Regions from separate parts of the Mus musculus genome. Here region 2 is linked to region 1. The links are chromatin contacts, called in public Hi-C maps. All regions are on one chromosome and are shown on one strand. The core of a region is the stretch at or near the end of the contact, and the rest is flanking DNA. Distances in the headings are between cores, read along the strand shown. Region 1 overlaps Plppr4 (phospholipid phosphatase related 4). Region 2 overlaps Snx7 (sorting nexin 7).

What was found. A called contact is a pair of places that touch in the nucleus more often than the background predicts.
Region 2: a contact with region 1 is called in a Hi-C map of cortical neurons, with 2.2 times the contacts expected there. The contact joins two enhancer-like sites. A contact is called at or near these places in 1 of 39 promoter capture datasets (hippocampal neurons), 2 of 484 Hi-C or Micro-C datasets (cerebral cortex and cortical neurons) and 1 of 9 other capture datasets (liver).

What each region holds. Positions count from the first base shown.
Region 1 is chr3:117,356,057-117,359,050 of GRCm38.p6, forward strand. All of the region lies in intron 1 of Plppr4 (phospholipid phosphatase related 4), which reads right to left. Among named protein-coding and RNA genes, the nearest start is that of Plppr4, 3.3 kb to the right of the region's middle. Within about 2 kb of position 1,520, at least 9 of the 459 cell types and tissues checked have an H3K27ac peak or open chromatin away from gene starts, as enhancers often do. A contact at or near this core is called in cortical neurons, where this site is marked.
Region 2 is chr3:117,838,824-117,842,219 of GRCm38.p6, forward strand. Snx7 (sorting nexin 7) reads right to left here. Exons shown (of 9, transcript NM_029655.3): 3 at 1,105-1,215; 4 at 1-161. Among named protein-coding and RNA genes, the nearest start is that of Gm52614, 15 kb to the right of the region's middle. Within about 2 kb of position 1,513, at least 12 of the 459 cell types and tissues checked have an H3K27ac peak or open chromatin away from gene starts, as enhancers often do. A contact at or near this core is called in cortical neurons, where this site is marked.

The DNA of each region.
Region 1 (2,994 bases), core at 270-2,769:
TATGCATGTATGTATGTTGTACATTTTGATACAGAGGTAAAAGGGCAACATGTGGGAGTGAGTCTATCCTCTCCTTCTAACCCTCCTACCATGTTGGTGGCAGGTACTGAAGTTAGGTCACTGGGCTTGAGCCACCCCACCGACTCAATGGCTTTTTTTTTTTTTAACTGAAGACTGAGCTAAAAGGTGCATGCTCTTCTAACGGCTTTACAAAGAAAACTCATATTCCCTATACAAAGCCAAGAGCACTCCACTGTCTTTAACCATGACCAATATTACAGACTGTATCCAGGGACCCTGTGAAACTCAAGCATCTTCTAGAAACTTGGGAGGTGACCGCTTCTGGGGAACAGTGTGAGTGAAGAAGTAGAATTTGTTCAACCTGGAAGGGGAAAGAGTCCACCTCAGGTCAAGGGCAATTGTACAAGAGGAAATGAAAGAACACAATGTAGTCATCTTACAGACATGATGCCTGAACCACTGAATGTACTCTGTAGCTAAGCAATAGGCATCTTATTTTCTATCATAGATGAATATATGTATATTCATATTGAGGCTACATGATTTTTATCACATAAAAGGAAATAGACAGCTAGAGAGCTAATGTGGTCAAAATTATGCACAACACGGCACAGGTGATGTTTGAACCAGGTCAATCTATCTTTAAGGTTCATTGTGTTCCCAATCAATCAAATGTTGCTAGACATTGCAGTTGACAGAACTGTATCTAGGTTTATTTTATCCCTCTCTGGTCCATGTGAAATTTTACCAGTTAAGTTCCTTTGTGTAATGGAAAAAAGAAAGCATCTTCAATAAATGATGCCGGTCTAACTGGCAGTCAGTATGTAGAAAAATGAAAAATGACTCATATTTGTCATCTTGCACAAAGTTCAAGTCCATATGGATCAAAGACCTCAACATAAAACCAGGTACACTGAATCTAATAGAAAAGAAAGTGGGAAAGAACCTCAAACTCATGGGCATGGGGGTGGGGTGGGGATTTCCTAAACAGAACTTCAATGGCTCAGGCTCTAAGATCAAGAATTTATAAATGGTACTGAATGAAACTGAAAAGCTTCTGTAAGGCAAAGGACATAGTCAATAGGACAAATCGTCAACCTACAGATTGGGAAACCATATTCTGATAGAGGGCTAATATCCAAAATATATAAAGAACTCAAGAAGCAAAGAACAATCTAAAATGGCCCACACCTTAAAGAAAGACAAGACCTGAAGACTTTTCTCCCCTGAATACTGGCCGTCTCACTGTCTTTATGTTACTTCAGTTATACTCTCTATGCTGATATGTGATGGAAGGAGATTTACTTGAATTTTGTCAATCTATCTTAATCCCCGAGTCATGGGGAACTATGTCCCAAAGTCAAGGGACATTCCTCTAGTGCTTTTAAATTGACATGTTAATTCAAGTTCTGTTTATTCATCTTGCAAAAGAGACTCATCCTGCAGATTCCTCCCACTAGCTTCAAAATGAGTCATTTCTAAGGAGCTGGGTAGTGCTTGCTGCCAACTCCTAAATAGCTGGAAGAATGATGCCTTCTTCCCTCTTCTACAATCTCTTTAGAGGTTCATCGTGCATTCAAGTTTCAGGGAGACAATTTGCCATCCAATTTTGGAGGTCTCTATTAGAAGTCTATTACCACCCCCAAATACAGTGTTATAGATACTCATTTTAATCTCACGAGGCAGGCACAGTGGCCCATGCCTCTCATCCCAGCATGTGCAAAGTACAGTCAGGAGGGTCAGGGATTTAAGGCCAGTCTTGCTACTAGTTAAGTTGAAGCCAGCTTGGGCTCCCTTGGCATCCTATTTCAAAACACAACCAAAAATCAAAATAAGAAAATGCAAACAAAATCTTATAATAAACTCAATGATTTATTTCAAGTCATCTTTCTGTAACTTCTCTGGCTTAATGAATTCATAGAAGGTGTCAGAGTGGGTCAATGTGAAAATAATGATTTCCATTCCTGGAAAATGTATAACATTTGTAAGATTTTTTTTCTCCTAGAGACACAATTCCAATGAATTATAAAACATCTTTACTTTTAAGATCCTAAGTTAAAGGGTATGTAGTCCATGAAAAGTTTCTCAAGAGTCAGTAGCATTCTTTAAGAGAATGATTGAATTTTTTGGTTTGTAGCCTCATTCATTGAGATTACAAACATATACAGCTGTGTTCTGGTGTAGTCAGCTTCCAGCTGACCTCGGATGAGTATCTCTTAGGGACAGACCCCCAAAATCATTAATTTCTCTCCAATAAACATAAAAGATTTAGATATGATTAAAAGTGCTTTAGCAAAAAAAAAAAAAAAAAAAAAAAAGAAAAAAAAGAAAAAAAAAAAACACTACTAAATGGATCAGCAGTGCTACAAGTGGTTTAGCCACTGATGTAGAAGCAGGCAGCTCAGAGTCCCATTCCTTGATTCTGTTCACTGAGCCTTCTGGGCACACATAGCCATAGCCTCAAGATTCCTTGTAAAAAAGGATAATAGATGAAACAATGATTTTAAGCAAACAGGGTCTCTCTCTCTCTTCCCCTCCCCCCCACATCTGCTTCTTTTCTATAGGTCTGAGATGAAGGGAAAGGTTGACAGGTCATTTCTCTGAAACTTATGCAGGTCATATACACCTCTCTTAAAACTTAAATCTTTCAAAAAATATATGGCACATAAAAGAAACTCTGAGATATACAGCAATATCAAAGGAGAGCCTTGACAGAAGATGTCTTCTCCAAGTTTCAACATAGTAGCTCTTCCCCAATCCAGATCAACCTCTCAGTCACCAAACACAGAGTCTGCTGTCTGTGCTTGGAAGTGAGCACCTCCATGTTTGGCTAAAAAGACAAGGAAGGAAGGCTATGTATAATGCAGCAACCGTTTCAGAATTCCCTATTCAACCTGAGATGTAATTACACAAACCACAGTTTTACCCTTGGAACTGTTAGATCTTCTTCCTAAATGTATCCTTGCTTCACCT
Region 2 (3,396 bases), core at 263-2,762, 480 kb after region 1:
GCCTGTGCAGTGAGGAAAACCTTGAAATCCTCATTAAATGTTAAAGTGGGATGGTCAGCGATCCTGTTCAGAAACTTGTGCAGCGCCTTCCTGCGGGTCTCAATGAAGTCATCATTGAAACGTTCCACCATGCCTTTGACGATAAACTTTTCTGGCAATGGCTGAGACCAAAAACAAAAGCAACAACTATGTGAGAACACATGCCCATGGCAGCAGATTCAGAATGGAGGATGGAAGATGGAGAGGAGAGACAGAGACAGATACAAGGTGTATGGGGACAGAGGTCACAGAGGAGTGGTGGGGAACCACCATGTATGTATACAAATGCTCCTAGGAACCCTGCTGCTCTCTGTACCAACTTAAAAATAAAATAAAATTTATTTAAAGCATCTATCAGAAAGCTTTGAGATGGCCCAGCACCTAAAGGCACATGCTATCAATTCTGACAGCCTGAGGTTGATCTCAAGAATCCACAAGGTGGAAGGAGAGAAACGAATCCGACAAGTGGTACTCTGACCTGCGTACACGAGCTTGCTTACACACAAATAGCAATTATATTAAAACAAAACAAAAACAACCAAAAAACCCAGAATCTTGCCTATAACATGGCACACCAGGTTGCAAAAAATTCTGAAGACCAGTTGAACACCACCTCATCATTTATTATAAAAATAAGTTTAAAAGAAATCCAGGCTGGGAATATGACTTCCCAAGAAAATAATATTCCTGTTGATCAGGGTGATGACCAGAGCTCAAACTTTGGGGATACACTTGGTGGAAGGAGAATTCCCCCTCCCTCCAGTAGTTTGGGACCTTTCTTATATATGACAGCATCCTTAGGCTACCTCCACAATAAACAAACGAGTAAGTACAATATATTTAAAAACATAAAACTAGTCAGGAAAAATAAAATATCATTCCGTGTTATAATAATTTAAAAAGCTACAGTTAAATCAAAGAGTTTAGAAATAAATGTTCCTAAGTAAAAATCATTGGATTTAAAAGTATTATGTTTGGTACTATGTTTTAGACACTCTAAAATACTCAAGAAAACACAATGGCTATATTACAAACAACAAGCTCCACAAACCCTTATAAACTCACGGGAATAATGAGAGTGGGGTGTGCTTCTTCAAGTTTGCCCTTCAACCACAGGAAATCTTGATAACGTCGCCTGACTTCAAATTCACTGGAATCAAACTCCCCACGAGATGTCTGAGAGAAGAAGGAAAACATAGCAGCCCGTGCAGTGGAAGACAGAAGACATTTGCCTAATTCTATTTTAGATATTATGAAAAAAAAATAGGTCTCTAAGAAAACTTGAATCTTAATTATTCAGTGTTTGTCAGCCTGTATTTTCTTTTTCCAGTCATCTATTCATGCAGCAGATGAAATTAAGCGAACTTTCCGGTTTTTTTTTTTTTTTTTTTTTTTTTTTTCCCACAAAGAAAGCAAACACCATGCTTAAATCTAAAGTCGAAACTGAAAAATCTGTCTTCCAACAGCCATCTGGCTCCCGCAGGCTTTTGAGTACTATTGCTCTGGCGTGGCTTTTCTCGCTTAGAAAGTGTGCTCTGAATGTAGGTTTCAAACATTATTCTTTTCTTGACATGATTAGAATTCAGAATTTGAGGAAAGTTCTATTTTTAAAAATCTGGAAAATAACCTGAATATAACTGAGAAGACTGTTTTCTTGGAACGTGTTCAAGTGAGCTGCTTTCACTAAAATCTGCTGTTGGTATGTAAAAATTCCAACATTTTTTTTTGGAGTGATTTTGCCACTTTTTCCAAAAGAATATAATTAATGGATATTTAATGTAAAAATCTTTTATTCCTGTTATTTCTCAGGGGGAGGGTTTTATTTTATTTTATTTTATTTTGAGCTCTATGCTTAAAGTCTTAAAATTTTAGCAAATATATTAGGTCCGCTCTTCCTGGCGAACCAAAAATCTGTGCCAACTCATGTGGCAAGGCCATGGGTTCCATATCGACCTCACAGTTACTGCTTAAACCACAGGCCAAAAGAAAAGTAGCACTCCTCGAATTCATCTATGACATCTCCTGAGAAAATAACCACTTAACTGGATTTTTTGCATGCTAAAAATTATATACTGTAATATTTAGGTTGAGATTTTCCTGCAGGAGTGAAGATGGAATAAAATAAAAAATATTGCAAACATAGCTCCCATCCCAGAAAATAACAACTACCGACATGGGCGAACCACTTGAAAATTAAGCTGTCACAGGGTACAGTTTTAATGGCTTAGAAATTGCTAAGAAGCTTGTGGAATTACACCACCCTACAGAGTTGATATTTACAATATCATACAGTTTATCTTAGTAAACGTTCTCTTTGCAGTTGGAAAAGGTGGGGGTTCATCAGCTGCAGCAGCCTAGGGATCTAAATGTTCACAAAACACTTCAAAAATGTAGTCATTTTGCAAAATGACACATGATATGGAAACAGTAAGAACAGAAGATCTACATCCAGTAAAAACATGTTGAACAATATATATACACACTGACTGATATGTGGATGTACGTATGCATATGCATCACTCTTGCATATACACACACAAATCATCAGTTAGTCACTCTCTATCGGACGGAGCACCAGGCACTACAAACAGGTTCATGAACCACTTCCACAGCAATAAACTGGTATGACCATGAACACCAATGAAGCTTTCGAGCAATGGTCAGCGAGAATGTGATTCAGCTGTGTACGTTCTCAGTCACTTCCAAGTTTTTTTTTTTTCTTTTTTGGTTTTTTTCAAGACAGGGTTTCTCTGTATATCCCTGGCTATCCTGGAACTCATTTTGTAGACCAGGCAGGCCTTGAACTCAGAAATCTGCCTGCCTCTGCCTCCCGAGTGCTGGGATTAATGGAGTGCACCACCACGCCCCGCTCCAAGTCTTTAGTAAACACAAAGCAATCTGTTGAAAATGCCAGCATGAAGATGCCAAACCGAATCAAAGAATCAGTTAATTCTGTCCTCCTCACTCTGTCACTGGTTTAAAGGGATTTTTTGGCATATAACAACAATTGAAGACAATAGAAAATGAGTTCAAATCTAAGAATATTCTTTCTTTCTACTTCAGGACCTTATACTCCTCCTGCGTGGGATACAAATAGCAAAGCAGATAGAGTCACTTCAGCTTAGAGAATGAGTAATTTCCCTACAGTAGACTTTGGAATCACCATCCCACATAGAGTAGTCATATTTGGTCACTTATAGCCATATGATGAACTGAATTTGATGACAGAGCCTGACAGAAAGAACGCCTGTTCTAAAGTATGTGCTTCAAGTATCAATAATGCTTCTAACTGGAATGCAAGTGTCTATGGGAGCATTTGCATATGCAAATGTATTTATATATGCATTTGCTCATCAA